Linked DNA regions of Mus musculus: region 1 is linked to region 2. The links are chromatin contacts, called in public ChIA-PET maps. All regions are on one chromosome and are shown on one strand. Each heading gives the region's core, a stretch centred on a gene start, on an enhancer-like site or on the middle of the called end of the contact. The rest is flanking DNA. Distances are from core to core; before and after follow the strand shown.

Evidence for each region. ChIA-PET counts read pairs in DNA pulled down with a chosen protein or histone mark.
Region 1: an RNA polymerase II ChIA-PET map of memory CD8 T cells shows a contact between it and region 2, with 102 read pairs. The contact joins two enhancer-like sites. A contact is called at or near these places in 1 of 15 datasets of contacts at CTCF or cohesin (CD8 T cells), 4 of 484 Hi-C or Micro-C datasets (CD4 T cells, CD8 T cells, cerebral cortex and 1 more) and 2 of 115 datasets of contacts at active chromatin or transcription factors (effector CD8 T cells and memory CD8 T cells).

What each region holds. Positions count from the first base shown.
Region 1 is chr2:174,600,362-174,606,783 of GRCm38.p6, reverse strand. It overlaps Gm46781 (a long non-coding RNA gene), which reads left to right. Exons shown (of 2, transcript XR_003953979.1): 1 at 1-823; 2 at 3,511-3,972. It also overlaps a transcript of Zfp831 not described here. Among named protein-coding and RNA genes, the nearest start is that of Gm46781, 3.4 kb to the left of the region's middle. Within about 2 kb of position 4,308, at least 105 of the 459 cell types and tissues checked have an H3K27ac peak or open chromatin away from gene starts, as enhancers often do. A contact at or near this core is called in CD8 T cells, effector CD8 T cells and memory CD8 T cells, where this site is marked.
Region 2 is chr2:174,515,573-174,522,605 of GRCm38.p6, reverse strand. No RefSeq gene overlaps it. Among named protein-coding and RNA genes, the nearest start is that of Gm52540, 41 kb to the right of the region's middle. Within about 2 kb of position 5,350, at least 34 of the 459 cell types and tissues checked have an H3K27ac peak or open chromatin away from gene starts, as enhancers often do. A contact at or near this core is called in CD8 T cells, effector CD8 T cells and memory CD8 T cells, where this site is marked.

The sequences.
Region 1 (6,422 bases), core at 3,059-5,558, 85 kb before region 2:
GATGGGCAGACAGCAGATCTCCTGGAGGGTTGAGGCGGGCCTGCTTCTTCACAGTGCTCAAGAGACAAAGAACTAGAGTCATGGAGTCTCTTTGTTTGTGGCTCTTAACCTGCTGTCCAGAGAACAGCTCGGAGGCTGATTGCCTGAGCTCCATTTCCCGTAGGGCTACGTGTGCATTCTATAGAGTTCACCAGGGTGTGTGGAAATGTATATTGGGCATCTTTGGAGAGGTTCCAGTTTCTGGATGCATCTGTTTCCTCTCCCTGAAGTGAGAAAAACAGATCCAGGTCCCAGATGTCCTTTCTATAAGTCCTGATGCAGCCAAGATGCATGGGGAGTCACATCTGCCTCTAGGGTCTCATAGCCCCGGCTGGGCAAGTTCTGAACCCCTGAAACCTTAGGTCAAGCCTCTCTCGTCAAACCATGCATTCCTTAACAATGTGGACAAACACTGCGCTTGTGTCACGTAATTCCAAGTGGGCACATTGTGAATGTGGGCCTGGAAAGCCCAAGCTGTATTGGAAATGAAGAATGCCTGTGGCTTTATCTAAGAAAGAGTTCACTACCACACAAAACAAAGCAAAGCAAAACAAAACAAAACAAAACAAAACAAAACAAAATTTGCTCTCCAAGACCATAGTTAGCAAAGTCTCCTCCAGACCTGTCCTTGACCTCCTGGAGATGAGGAACATGTCCGCCATCATTGCCTGGCACTTTCTAAGACATACTGATGACCCAGGGGAGAATCAAGCTCACTCTTTCAGCCTCATGACCAGAGATCTTGGCTATGGGCAACCCAGACAAGCCAGCCAGTGTAGCACAAGTAAGCATTTCACCTTAGATGCCTTAGTGTGTCCACTCTCCATGAAGCAATCCACTGCTTGTGCCAAGCCTCTCACTCCTCAGGGATCTACCCTAGGAGGATACACCCAGCCCAGTAGAGAGGGCCAGACTAAATTCTGCCTCCGACCTTCCTGAAAGTCAGGCAGTAGGTCTTGAGCATGTTTCATATCTTGTGGACTTCCTGTTCCCTTTAGGTGAAGTTCCTTGAGATTTGGCTCAAATAGAATGAACTCAGAGCTAGGTGGCCAGAGCCAATACACGTGTTCTCTGAAGCAAAGGCAGCTCAGAGCCAAGTGGGTCAGAGAGCTTAGAAAGAGAGTTGGTCCAAGACGATGTCTGTTGAGTCTGAGGACACCAGACTGAGAGGTGCTGGGAGCCAAGTGAGGTTTTGGTCAAAGTGTTCAGGGCACCTGCCTCTCCCCTCAGAAGCAAAGAGAAAGCTCATTCAAACACAACGTTACATCTCTCTCCTGGGAAACATCAACAGCCCTCTTGCTCTGGGATACAGTGATGTCCCCTGGTCCATAAGGTCCTATGTTTGCTCCCTTCACTTGCCCCCCCCCCATCCATTTTTCTTGTCATCTATAGCAAAGCCATATCCTGGCCTCTAGGTTCTTGAACTCCTGCCTGTGTCAGGGTCCCCAGAGAGCCACACTTGTGGCCTGGAATGCTCTTCCCATTCCTCATCATCTCTTGCTGACCTTTGACATCTTTAGGAAAGTCCTGAGTCAGCAGTTCTCAACCTTGGTGCCACTGACCTTCTCATACAGTTCCTCATGTTGTGGTGACCGCTAACTATAAAATTGCCTCATTGCTACTCCATAACTGTAATTTTGCTATTGCTATGTATTGTAGTATAAATATCTGACACACAGGGTATCTGATTAGTGACCACCCTCAAAGAGGTCATGCCCCACAGGTTGGGAATCTGAAGCTCTAGCGGCTGCTTCAGCCACCTCAGGTTCCCAGGTCCCCATCACAGTGGTGATTATTAAATGTGTTGTTACTTAGTTTCCATGGGGCAGCATCTCTTACCTATTCCACACTCATGACCAGACGAGGATGTGTTATTGGGTAGATGCATGAATGGAAAGGTGGGTGGGTGGAAGGATGGATGGATGATAGAGGGGTATGTAAATGATGGATGGTTGGATGAGTAGATTATGGGATGGGTAGATGGATGGATGACTGGATAAGTGAGTGAATAACTGAATGGATACCTGGGTAAATGGATGGGTGAATGGATAAGTGGACTTTCCAGTCAAACAGTGGTTTGTCCTCTTACACATTCTCCTTCCCAATTGTATGTTGTCCCTTTTACCTGGAACTACCATTCTTTTCTTAATTCACATAGTCAAAGCCTACCCCCCCCCCACACACACACATGGTGGAACCCAAGGGCCACTTCCTCAAGGCCCTAAGCATTCTCTTCCAGCTAGAAGTTTTTCCATATCCCAAACTCTACCAACATCACATCTGTGATAGCTTCTTAGGTGAATCCTTACCTGACTTGTGTCGCAGTGGACTTAGATTGGTTCTAAGATCTTCAAAGGAGAGAGACACCCTTTTTATCGATACACTAATAAGTATGACCAGCTAATGATATGCCTGTGAGACCTCTACGTGGGACAGAAGCACCTTACCAAATATATCATTTCACAAATGAAGACAGGAAGCCCACAGTTGTAAAGTCATTTGCCCTAAACCAGCCAGCAAGGGTTCAGCAAGGAAGAGTATGGGTTCAGGCTTCATGGCTCATTTTCTTACTTTCAGAAAAGTAAGGTTGACTTTTGGTGGAGACCTTCCCCCATACTTCCAGGTGGAAAAGCCAGGAAGGCTACTCTCCTGGCTGTCTCCTCAGCCCAGCCTCCTGCCCAGGAGAATATCTCCCAACACACTATGCCAACTCTAAAAGCACAAAACCTTTGTCACAACTAACATAAACTCCCAATGGAATCTTCTTTCTGTGGGGAGTCCATACCGGGATGCAGCATGGCTTACTCTTCTGCTCCTGGTAAGATACCTGGCCAACATGGAGCAGCTGTGGACTTGTTCTCTGCTTACTTTGCCATTAAGTGTGGTCAAGTGACTCTACCTACCCACTGAATTTCCTCAGGGCAACACAAACCCCAGGCCTGGATAATTAAGTACACAGCATTAGCCGCAGGGCCAGGTATAGCATCAATGCTAATTGTAGTATTGTTGAGAAAAGGATTATCCTCCAAGGACTCTCTCTGGTCCTAGGGCATCTCAGTAGACACAGTCCCAAGGGGATGCTTCCTTCTCTCCATAGAGCAACACCAAAGCTTTGGAGGAGGTTATCTGAGGAGACAGGAGCCCTGTGGCTTGCTGGGAATACACAGATCAAGGTGGCAGGTCACGCACACATCACCACGCCCCATAGCCTCATGTATCCACCTCCACACCAGCCCCCTCACATCCACATCCGAGAAGAGAGAACACGAGAACTCGGGTGTGCACTCACCCCAGCCCACGTGCGCTGGGAACACAAGGGGCTATCAACCTGTTACCCTTGCCCCTGTTAGAAGCCCATGGGCAATGGGGGACTGCTCATGGATCTCCCACCTAGGTGAGCCTGCCAGGAGGGCCAAGTGTATTTGCATATAATTTGCATGTGTTGACACAACCCTTCCCATCTCTGCACAGAGCTTTCCCAAGCTAACCTGTTATTACTGCCTCTCTGAAGTTGGCGCCGCCGCTCGCCCACCCACTGCCAGTGAGTACTACGCATGGAGACGGTCTAGGAGCTGGCAGATCAGATCAGATCACTTCAGCAACTCGCACAGCCTCACAGCCTCAGTTTCTCCTCTGGACAATGCATACCAAGACAGCTCTGTACAAAAACTCCCGATGTAAAATGTCCAGAGTGAAGTATTGCTTGCATGGAGGGAGCTCTTGATTTGCAGCACAGGGCTCAGAACGGCCTCTGGGTGAAGAAGTCGGTTCCCTAGGCCTCAGTGACTAGTTGTCACAAACTCAAAACTACAGGACTCTTAGTTAAATTGATATTTCCTGGGAACAGTTGAGTAGTGTTTTAGGAAGAACTGCTTCTATACGACCTTCTTGTATCAAGACAATAGTCACTGTTTAATTGAAATTTAAAATTTAGCCGGGTGTCCTAGATTTTTATCTAAACGCCTTACCTGGGGCCGAGGCCAGGGGGCTCCTGTCATTACTAATATCCTGTTTTCTTACTGTTCTTACAAAGCTCTGGGGGACATGGTCTCTGTTTCCCAAATGTCCTGCTTCCTACTCTCGGATAGGAAGCAGGGGGGGCAGGAGGCTTCATGTGAGGTGAATTGAGAATTGTTGAGGGGGAGGGGAGGGAACACATGCTTCCTAATCTAGGTACAAAGCTAGTCTGTGCTCCCCTCTACTCTCTGTGAAGAGACTGGGCGGTTATCACTGTGAACGTGAGGCCCATGCTTCCTGTGGTGAAGAGCGCGAGTGTTTTCATCAACAGAACTGGTTTCTAGGGCCTCCTCACAGGATGTGAGGCCTGTGGCAGGTCACAGAGGAAGAGGCAAGCTGTGGCAGGGGCTACAGCTTGGGGCGGGAGGGCTGGTGGTGGAAGGGGGCTGCATGTGGGCCAGGCTGTGTCAGTCCAGGGGCTGGAGCAGGAATCCAGCCCCATGGTTATCTACAGAGAGCTCTCCGTCAGGCTGCATTCTGCTTTCCTTGATTCATATTCGGTATGATGCTAGACTTACTCCATTACAGTCTTTAAGTCTTTATCTAAGCTAGGCACCATGCAGGATGGGGCAGAGCTCAGCATCTGAGGTTAAGCCCCAGTTCTACTGGCTCCTCAGAGCCATGACTGAAGGAGCCAGGGATGGAAGTGTGGCTCAGTTGGTAGAGCGCTTGTCTAGCATGCATCAGGCCCTGGGTTTGTGATCTGCAGAGTGCATAGCACACCTGTCATCCCACCATCAGAAGGTGGCAGCAGGAAGATCAGACTGTCTAGGTCATTCTCAACTATGTAGCACGTTCCGGACCATCCTAGGCTACCTGAGAACCAGGAAAGACTAGAGAACGCCCGTCAAGCTTGCCTATGAGCCATGTGTGGTAACTAGGGAGAGCTCTGCATCTAAGGGCTTTGCCAGGACAAGCTTTTCACCCTGGGGAACAGGGACACTATTAGAAAACATGTGGCTCACCCAAGAGTGACAGTTTCCTTCGAGATTTGTGAAGAAGAGGAATTGTACGGTAAGACCAGAGGATAGATCATGGAGTGTATTGAGAGATAAAAATCCAAAACTTAAAACACAAGACTCCACATTCTTCCCATAAAGTAGCACTGGGCAGGCCCCACCCTTCGGGCAAGTTGCAAAGATGACGTAACACAAGGCATCACTTTTCCCTGCCCCCACCACCTTCATGAGACAGATCTTCCTTCTGGGAACATATGTTTCCACCATGTCTGCTTCCATGTGAATGGTTAAACCCTAAGCATCCACAGCAGCTGGGGCACTGAAGTAACCCCTTGGGCTCTCACAGGTTGCTAATGGCATGCTATGGTCAGACCTCCAACAGAGGCCAGGCACCTCGAAAAACCATTTTCCTCTTGGCTTCACCAAGATGTAACTGTGTACCTGTGGTTCAAGTATGGCTAGCCTAGAAGGGACCAGAGGATTTCATAACTAATGGAGACCTGTCCTTCGCATCTGTCCCTCATGAACAGTGTGCCCCGCCTATAGCATCCATCTAGCCCCCTTCTCCTAGGTCGAAGGTGCTTCAGAGGAGGACTGAAAGAAAGTGGCCAGGGAACTTGAGGTGTGTAGGGGCTAAAACACACTCAGGCCTATGAATCTACAGTGATATAGCTCACGGTCCTTGATGCAATCATCTGAATGCCAAGGGAGAATGGAGGTGACCACATCACACCTGAGTCAGTGTCCTGCTGGCGCACAACCAGATTTGCCCATTATCCAGAGAGGCTTCGTAGTCTAAGAAAAGGAGATTCTCCCCCAGGGCCTGGGAATGTAAAACTGGCCATGATCATCGGAATTTCTCCGTGCTCCCAATTTCTTCACTCTACAGAGGGAACTCTCATATGCCTCTGAGCACAGTGGGGCTATTTTTACGCTATTCTGATGAGTTCATCTGAGACCTAGCCTTGCATTGGCCAACCAGAAGGCATTTATTCACCGATGAAACCTGTGTGCTGGCCTCCATTGATGTAAGTCACGGCCATGGACGGTTCAGGCTCAGTCCCAGCTGTGGGAGAATATTCTAGATCACTGAAGAGAACACAAGGGTGGTTTGTCTCTTCAGACAGGACTACGGTAGATGGGTTACCGTGTTCTCATTGGTCTTGTGATGATGTTAATACACTGAGGCAGTTACCTCAGACCATGAATGGCTCCTGCCCATCCATTCTTACTTCTGCCTATTCTCAACCTGCCCACTGCCTCTGTCTTCTCCTTGGAAAACATGGCCCCATGCCAGGGGCCTCCTGCTCTGATGTAGTTCTTCAGAAGAGCAGACTTAACTCTTGAAACTGAATCAGGCTTTGAGGGGGGAGGGAGATAAAAATGACCTTGTCAGAGCCAGTACCC
Region 2 (7,033 bases), core at 4,101-6,600:
TCTTTTTTATTTTTAAATGACATGATTTTACAACACAAACCAGTTAAATATTGGAAAACGACTACTCCCAAGTCCCCACATGATATGACACAATGATCATTTACTAAGTGTCTTTAATACGCACTTAAATTCATATAAGGAACTACTGTTGCCTTTGTTTACACATGAGAAACCAAGGCACAGAGAAGGTAAGGATTTTGGCTCAGGAAATACAGCTGATCAAATATGTGCGGTGCCAGAGTCCAAGTAGCACTAGTCCTGAGCACCTCCTCTGCACTGATACCTTCTGGCTGAAGTAATTGTACCCAACAGGAACTATTATGTATACACACACACACAGGTACATAAGGAAGTATATTGCCTTGTTGAGACCTTGCTCATTATCACAAACCCAAGGCCGTGTGGGCTAATAATGGTGTGAATAATACTTTTCCCTTTTATAAGATCTAAGCCCCACAAAACCTGGATCTAGCTAGATCTACCTTTGGCAATTGAAAACAACCTAAATGTCCATCTCTCCCATAAACTTGAAGTAGGTAACTTGAGATACTTGGTGGAACACAGAGACTATGCAGAGAGCTGCGTGAATTTAGTCAGGGATGATGGGAACAGAGAGTCCAGACATGCTTGGGACACATGCATTTCCCTCCAAATATCTTCATCTGATGCTGGTTAGACCTATGGCTATGTAACCCATGGGTTTCAGAATGTTCTCGCCCAGAAGGCCGAGTGTAAATGGAAAACGAGATACCAAATTGATATACGGATTATGAGATGTTTAGCACAGCAGTGCAAATAAAGGCAAACGTGAGTTACTTAGATGGTCACAATCAGAGTAGTCGGCCGACGAATGATACATCACCAAAGACATACTAGGTCAGCATTAAGAAGGAAGCTGGAGGGAACATGCATGTTAAAAAGCCATGGTGGGGGGATGGGAAGATAGATCAGTGGATAAAACACTTGCCATGCAAGCAAGAGGACCTGAGTTCAGATCCTCAGCACCCACATAAACGTTGGGTGGGTATTAGCAGCCTGTCTGGAACTGGGAGGAGGATATGGGATTCCCTTAAGTAAGCTGGCTAGCTAGACTAGTGACACAGGTGTGACTAGTGATATCACTGTGACTAGTGGTATTGGTGTGACTAGTGATATCACTGTGACTAGTGATATTGGTGTGACTAGTGATATCACTGTGACTAGTGATATTGGTGTGACTAGTGATATCACTGTGACTAGTAATATTGGTGTGTTAGTGATATCGGTGTGATTAGTGATATCGGTGTGACTAGTGATATCGGTGTGATTAGTGATATTGGTGTGAATAGTGATATCAGTGTGACTAGTGATATTGGTGTGAATAGTGATATCAGTGTGACTAGTGATATCAGTGTAACTAGTGATATCAGTGTGATTAGTGATATCAGTGTGACTAGTGATATCAGTGTGACTAGTGATATCAGTGTGACTACTGATATTACTGTAATTAGTGATATCACTGTGACTAGTGATTTCCCTGTGACTAGTGATATCACTGTGAGTAGTGATATCAATCAGTGTGACTAGTGATATCAGTGTGCTCTGGATTTGATCGGGAGACTCCATCTCGATGGATAAGGTAGAGAGAGTGATTGAGGGAGACTCCTGGTGACACCATTAAGATGTACACACTCATGTACATGTGAATACAGTTATGCACATATATACCCACCATCATGCATACTACACACACATACAGATGCAAAAATTCACCAAAAATAAAACAAAAAATTACACAAACAAACAGCCTACATTGATACAGGAGATGGGTCACCATAAAAAAAAAAGCCAAAAAGTAGTAATTTTGTTGAAAAGTAGAGAAAGAGAACTCTTACATGTTGTCAGAGGAAATTTAAAATAATTCAGAAACATTGCTGTGCTAGTTTTGTGTCAATTTGACACAGCTAGAATTATCACAGAAAAAGGAGCTTCAGTTGAGGAAATGCCTCCATGAGATCCAGCTGTAAGGCATTTTCTCAATTAGTGATCAAGGGGGAAAGGCCCCTTGTGGGTGGGACCATCTCTGGGCTGGTAGTCTTGGTTCTATAAGAGAGCAGGCTGAGCAAGCCAGGGAAGCAAGCCAGTAAGAAACATCCCTCCATGGCCTCTGCATCAGCTCCTGCTTCCTGACCTGCTTGAGTTCCAGTCCTGACTTCCTTTGGTGATGAACAGCAATGTGGAAATATAAGCTGAATAAACCCTTTCCTCCCCAACTTGCTTCTTGGTCATGATGTTTGTGCAGGAATAGAAACCCTGACTAAGACAATTGCCAATTCTTTAACAATCAAATATAAAATGAACCTACTATGCTCTGTTCTACTCCAAGGATCCGAAAAGAACCAACCAAACCCAGGGACCAAAATGAATGGTCAGAGCAGCTCTGTTCATGGCAGCCCAGAAGGAAGTGGGTGAAGCACTGTGTGGTGTGTGTACAGTGTGGTGTGTGCACTGTGTGGTGTGTGCACAGTGTGGTGTGTGCACAGTGTGGTGTGTGCACCGTGGGGTGTGTGCACTGTGCGGTGTGTGCACCGTGGGGTGTGTGCACTGTTGGGGGGGTGCACTGTGGGGTGTGTGCACTGTGGGGTGTGTGCACCGTGGGGGGGTGTGCACCGTGGGGTGTGTGCACTATGGTGTATGTGTGTGATGTGTTGGAATATTCTTCAGTTAAAAAGCTGTGAAAGTCAGACATGCTCTGCAATGAGGATGAGTCAGAAAAATGCACAAAGCTAAGTGAAGGAAGCCAGGCAGAAGGGTCATGTCTGATGACTGCCTGGACCACACATTCAAACCAAGTCACTTCATAGGGACATAAACTAATTGACATTTCCATGGTATAGTGGTTTGAAAGAAAATGGTTCCAAAGGGAGTGCACTATTAGGAAATGTGACCTTGCTGGAGAAATATGTCACTGTGGGAGCAAGGCAAGTTTTGAGGTCTTATGTGCTCAAGTGATACCCAGTGTGGAGCTCTCGGCTCCTTCTCTAGCACCATATCTTCCTGCACTCTGCCATGCTTCCTGTCATCACTAATGGACTAAACCTCTGAAACTGTAAGGCAGCCCCATTTAAATATTTCCCTTTATAGGTATTGCTGTGGTCATAGTGTTTCTTCACAGCTGTGAAACCCTAAGACACAGAGAAAATTGACAATGGAGAAGAGTATATCATAAAGGAAGACGCTGCTGTTCACCAAATATTTGGTGGAGAAAAATGGAAGAACAGGCAAATAGTAGTGAGGCAAGGAAATCATTATTGTCCTTGTATGTGTGTAACAATTATAGAATAAATAGCAGAAGCTTTTATAAAACTTAGTACAGCTAAAAAAATCTAAAAGTTTGTGTGTGAGTGTGTGAGAGAGAGAGAGAAAGAGAGGAAGAGACAGAGAGAGGGAGGGAATGGTGGGTGCACATTTGGCAATCTTGAATGACTGGTTCTCTCCTTCCATCATGTGGGTCCCAGGCATCAAATTCAGGCCATCAGACATGGTGGCACCTTTACATGCTGAGCCATCTTGTTGGTCCCAAGCCTTTACCTTAAAAGAAAGGATTATTTATCTACTCCCAAGAAATACATAATTGTCGGGTTTATCTGGAAGTATCCGAGTGGCTGACTCTCAGAAGACTGCATCCACAAGGATGCAAGTTTGTAGCCAGCTTCAGCTACTTAGGAAGGCTCTGTCTCAAAATAAAATATTTGGAAAAGGATAGGAATGTGTCCCAGCGGTGCATGGTTTCCCTACTGCTTGTCAAGACCCTGGGTTCAAACCTTAGCAGCACAAAAAAATAAAATAAGATTAATTTAACCTCTTGAAAACTACAAGAAAATGGGAAATAATTCAGGGGAGACGTCCAGCTCGATGCATCATTTAGACAAGCATCGTAGCAAGAATAGAAAAATCATGGCTGTCTGCTGACTTGGTTTAGGCAAACAAGGAGATTTTGAATTCCCACTTTTGGGTATGACCATACCTGGAGGCAAGATTTCCTCAGGGCAGAGCTCGTCTTGATCTTGAGATGTGCAGAGTGGAGACACCATCTAGAAATGATGTAACAACAAGACTGACATCATCAGTCTCAGCCAAAGGGGGCCTAGCTAATCTTAATCTGCTTAATCGCTAATTTCCTGTCTTATTTCCGAAACAGTCTCATCACTATTAAAGTAAAGAATACTCTCATCTTTGCAGGTTAGGGTTTTGTAGTGTTTGAGGATTCTAGTATTTTGTGTTGTGTTTTATGCAATTTTCCATTTGGTAGCATAATTGCTTAAGATGCTATCATTTCACATAAAGCCAAGATAGGTTTCAAGCTTTCTGAACAGCCAGAATGTGGACATGATGTTCCACAAGCTCCAAAGACAGAGCTGGCCCAGCCGCCACCTCTTCACAGCATGATCCAGTCAGCCCCAGCAAACCTTTCCTCCTGCAAGTTGCTCCTGACAGGTTTTCTCTCACAAAGAAACAAAATAACTAATGCAGGCTCCAAGAAAAAGATGCACTGAAAAATTGTTCACCACAGTGACGAGAGTCCAGTATGCTAACAGCAGATGCACAGGCAGGCAGGCAGGAGTCCCCGGGAGGGACCCAGCTGTACACTGGGGTCCACACTGTCTGTTCCTGCAGCCCTTACCCACTTTGAAGGACAGTATTTGAGCACTTTTGGTGGGTCTATGACTCGTTGGTTCCTGTTTCAGTTCATCAGATCTCCTTCCTGTTGTTGTCAATTTGTTTGTTAACTCTCAATTGGCAGGTATATACCTTAGCTTAAAGTTGAAATATAAAATTTCAGTTTGTAGCTGACTGTGTCTACTGATGGAGAATAAATTCGAAATTCAGATTTAGCAAAGATTTGGCACTGCTGCCTAAAACTAAGTTACCATGAAGCTCTAAGACTGGCTATTGGAGTTGACTTGTCTCCTGTGGACCACAGTTCAGTGAAGACAAGCTCAGGGGAAGTCCCTCGGAGGCCAGGGTCCCATCTGACATCACTACTGACCTGTGGAAATGGTACTCTGACTGAACAAAGCACACTCTATGGACAAGACATGCCTTGAGCGGCCACATTTCTCTAGACTGTCAGAAAACATGGCATTTTCTAGTCTAGGGTAGTGATCTGCTGAGACTTACATCCTTTGAGTCTTGGGAGAGTCAACCAGAGGCTGGGGTGATAAGTCAGTTAGAAACTTGCCTCCCACATAAGCAGGAGAACCTCAGCTCCACCCACAAACCCACATAGCAAAGCCAGGCCTGCTGGTAGGAACTCAGTTGCTGACTTTGCAGTGTCAGTGCTGAGGAGGCCTTTGGAGCTTGCTCAGGAGCCAGCCTAACTCAATCCAGGCCAATGACCTAGACGTTGTTTCAAAAAGCAAACAAGCAGCTGGGGGCAGGCAAGGGGCGTGGTGGAGAAGAGCTTTGCCTGAGAAGCAACACTGGAGGCTGCCTTTCACATTCCCGGACACACAAGAATAAATGAAGGATTTGTGCCCTGACTTCCGAATCTTACTCAGAAGTTCCTAGGAACACCCAGTGAACCTCACTGTCCCACCCCACTGCTTCTCCTAGAAGCCCTGGCTCCAGGTTCCAGATTTCGTTTTAAAATAAATAAATGGGGCTGTTGTGGTGGCCCATACCTGCCGCCTCAGCAGTAGAGAGGCTGAGGCAGGAGGATAACAACCATGAGCTACCCACAGTAAAGCTCTTTAGGAAGGATAATGACATTCAACAGCAGCAGACCATCCAAACAGAGGCTATATGGGTACCACTCTTTATGCATTCACAGTGACTCTGGAATATTCATTAATCATCTGCCCTTACTTGGGGCTTAAAGAGCAACAGGACACGCTGAGACTGCCTTTGACATTTAACATCGCTAGGGAAATCAGACATCTAATTAAGGAGAAGCAGGGCGACGCACGCTGTTTCCCTCCACTTGTGACACACACAACTTTGCTCTAGCTCAGTGGAGGTGTTCTGTGTGGAAGCTTTGTGCGGATGTTCAAGTTGTGTGCTGCACCCCACCTAAAGGAGTGACATTCACATTATAAACTAACTTACAGAACACACAAACAGCAAGAAGATTTGAGACCTCCCAGAGGAGTTCTGGGTACCCCATGCCTGTGCATACAGCCATGCAAATAAGCTCAGGACCACATATTTTATGCACACATTCTGAGACACACAGTGGTCTTTTCGTCATCACTGCCTTGAGTCCACATCCTCACCAGACTCTAAACCCAACTTCATCCCCCAACTTCAGGAGAAGGGAAGCTAGGGGGTTAGCAGAGGCACAGACATTCTCTGCTTCTGTGGATGCCAGTCCATCAGTCCATCCTCCTGAGAAAGTCTTACTGCTCAACCCAGGTGAGATCCCTCCTCCCTTTACATCCTCAGCAGGCAGACAACCTAGGTAAGAATACCACTGTGCTCAGTGCCTCTCTCTCTCTCTCTCTCTCTCTCTCTCTCTCTCTCTCTCTCTCTCTCTCTCTCTCTCTCTGCCATTCAGTCTTGCCAGGGCTTTTAGGATAAAGACTCTGCCTTTCCTACTGGAAGAAGAAGCCCACAAAGCCACAGGTCATCTTTCACAATGTTCAGTAATCTCATGGCACACAGTAGGGACTCAGGATGTACCAGTCAAGAAAATGGAGGGTTATATAAGATCCCTCAGTGACTCTAAAACAGCCTGTTCAGAGGAAACGCTTGCTTCCTTCTGGAAATTTCCTGATCCCTGAACTGACATTTTCTCAGAGAAAACCTGTCTGTGAGTATAACAGATGTATTAGTGTCTCTCTTTTTCTTTAAGGTCTTCCTTTGAAGTTGTCTGGCCAAAAACAGCATCCACCTTCCAGGTCAGAATAGGACTTAGAAATAAATCCACAGGGTCTGACTTCTCTCCAAGGTGTCACAAGTTAGCAAGTAGAATATTGTTGCAAGTTGGTAAGTGTGAATCATCCTTAATTATTTAGGGCTCTATTTTTCTGTTGGTTGAATAGACACACAAGTA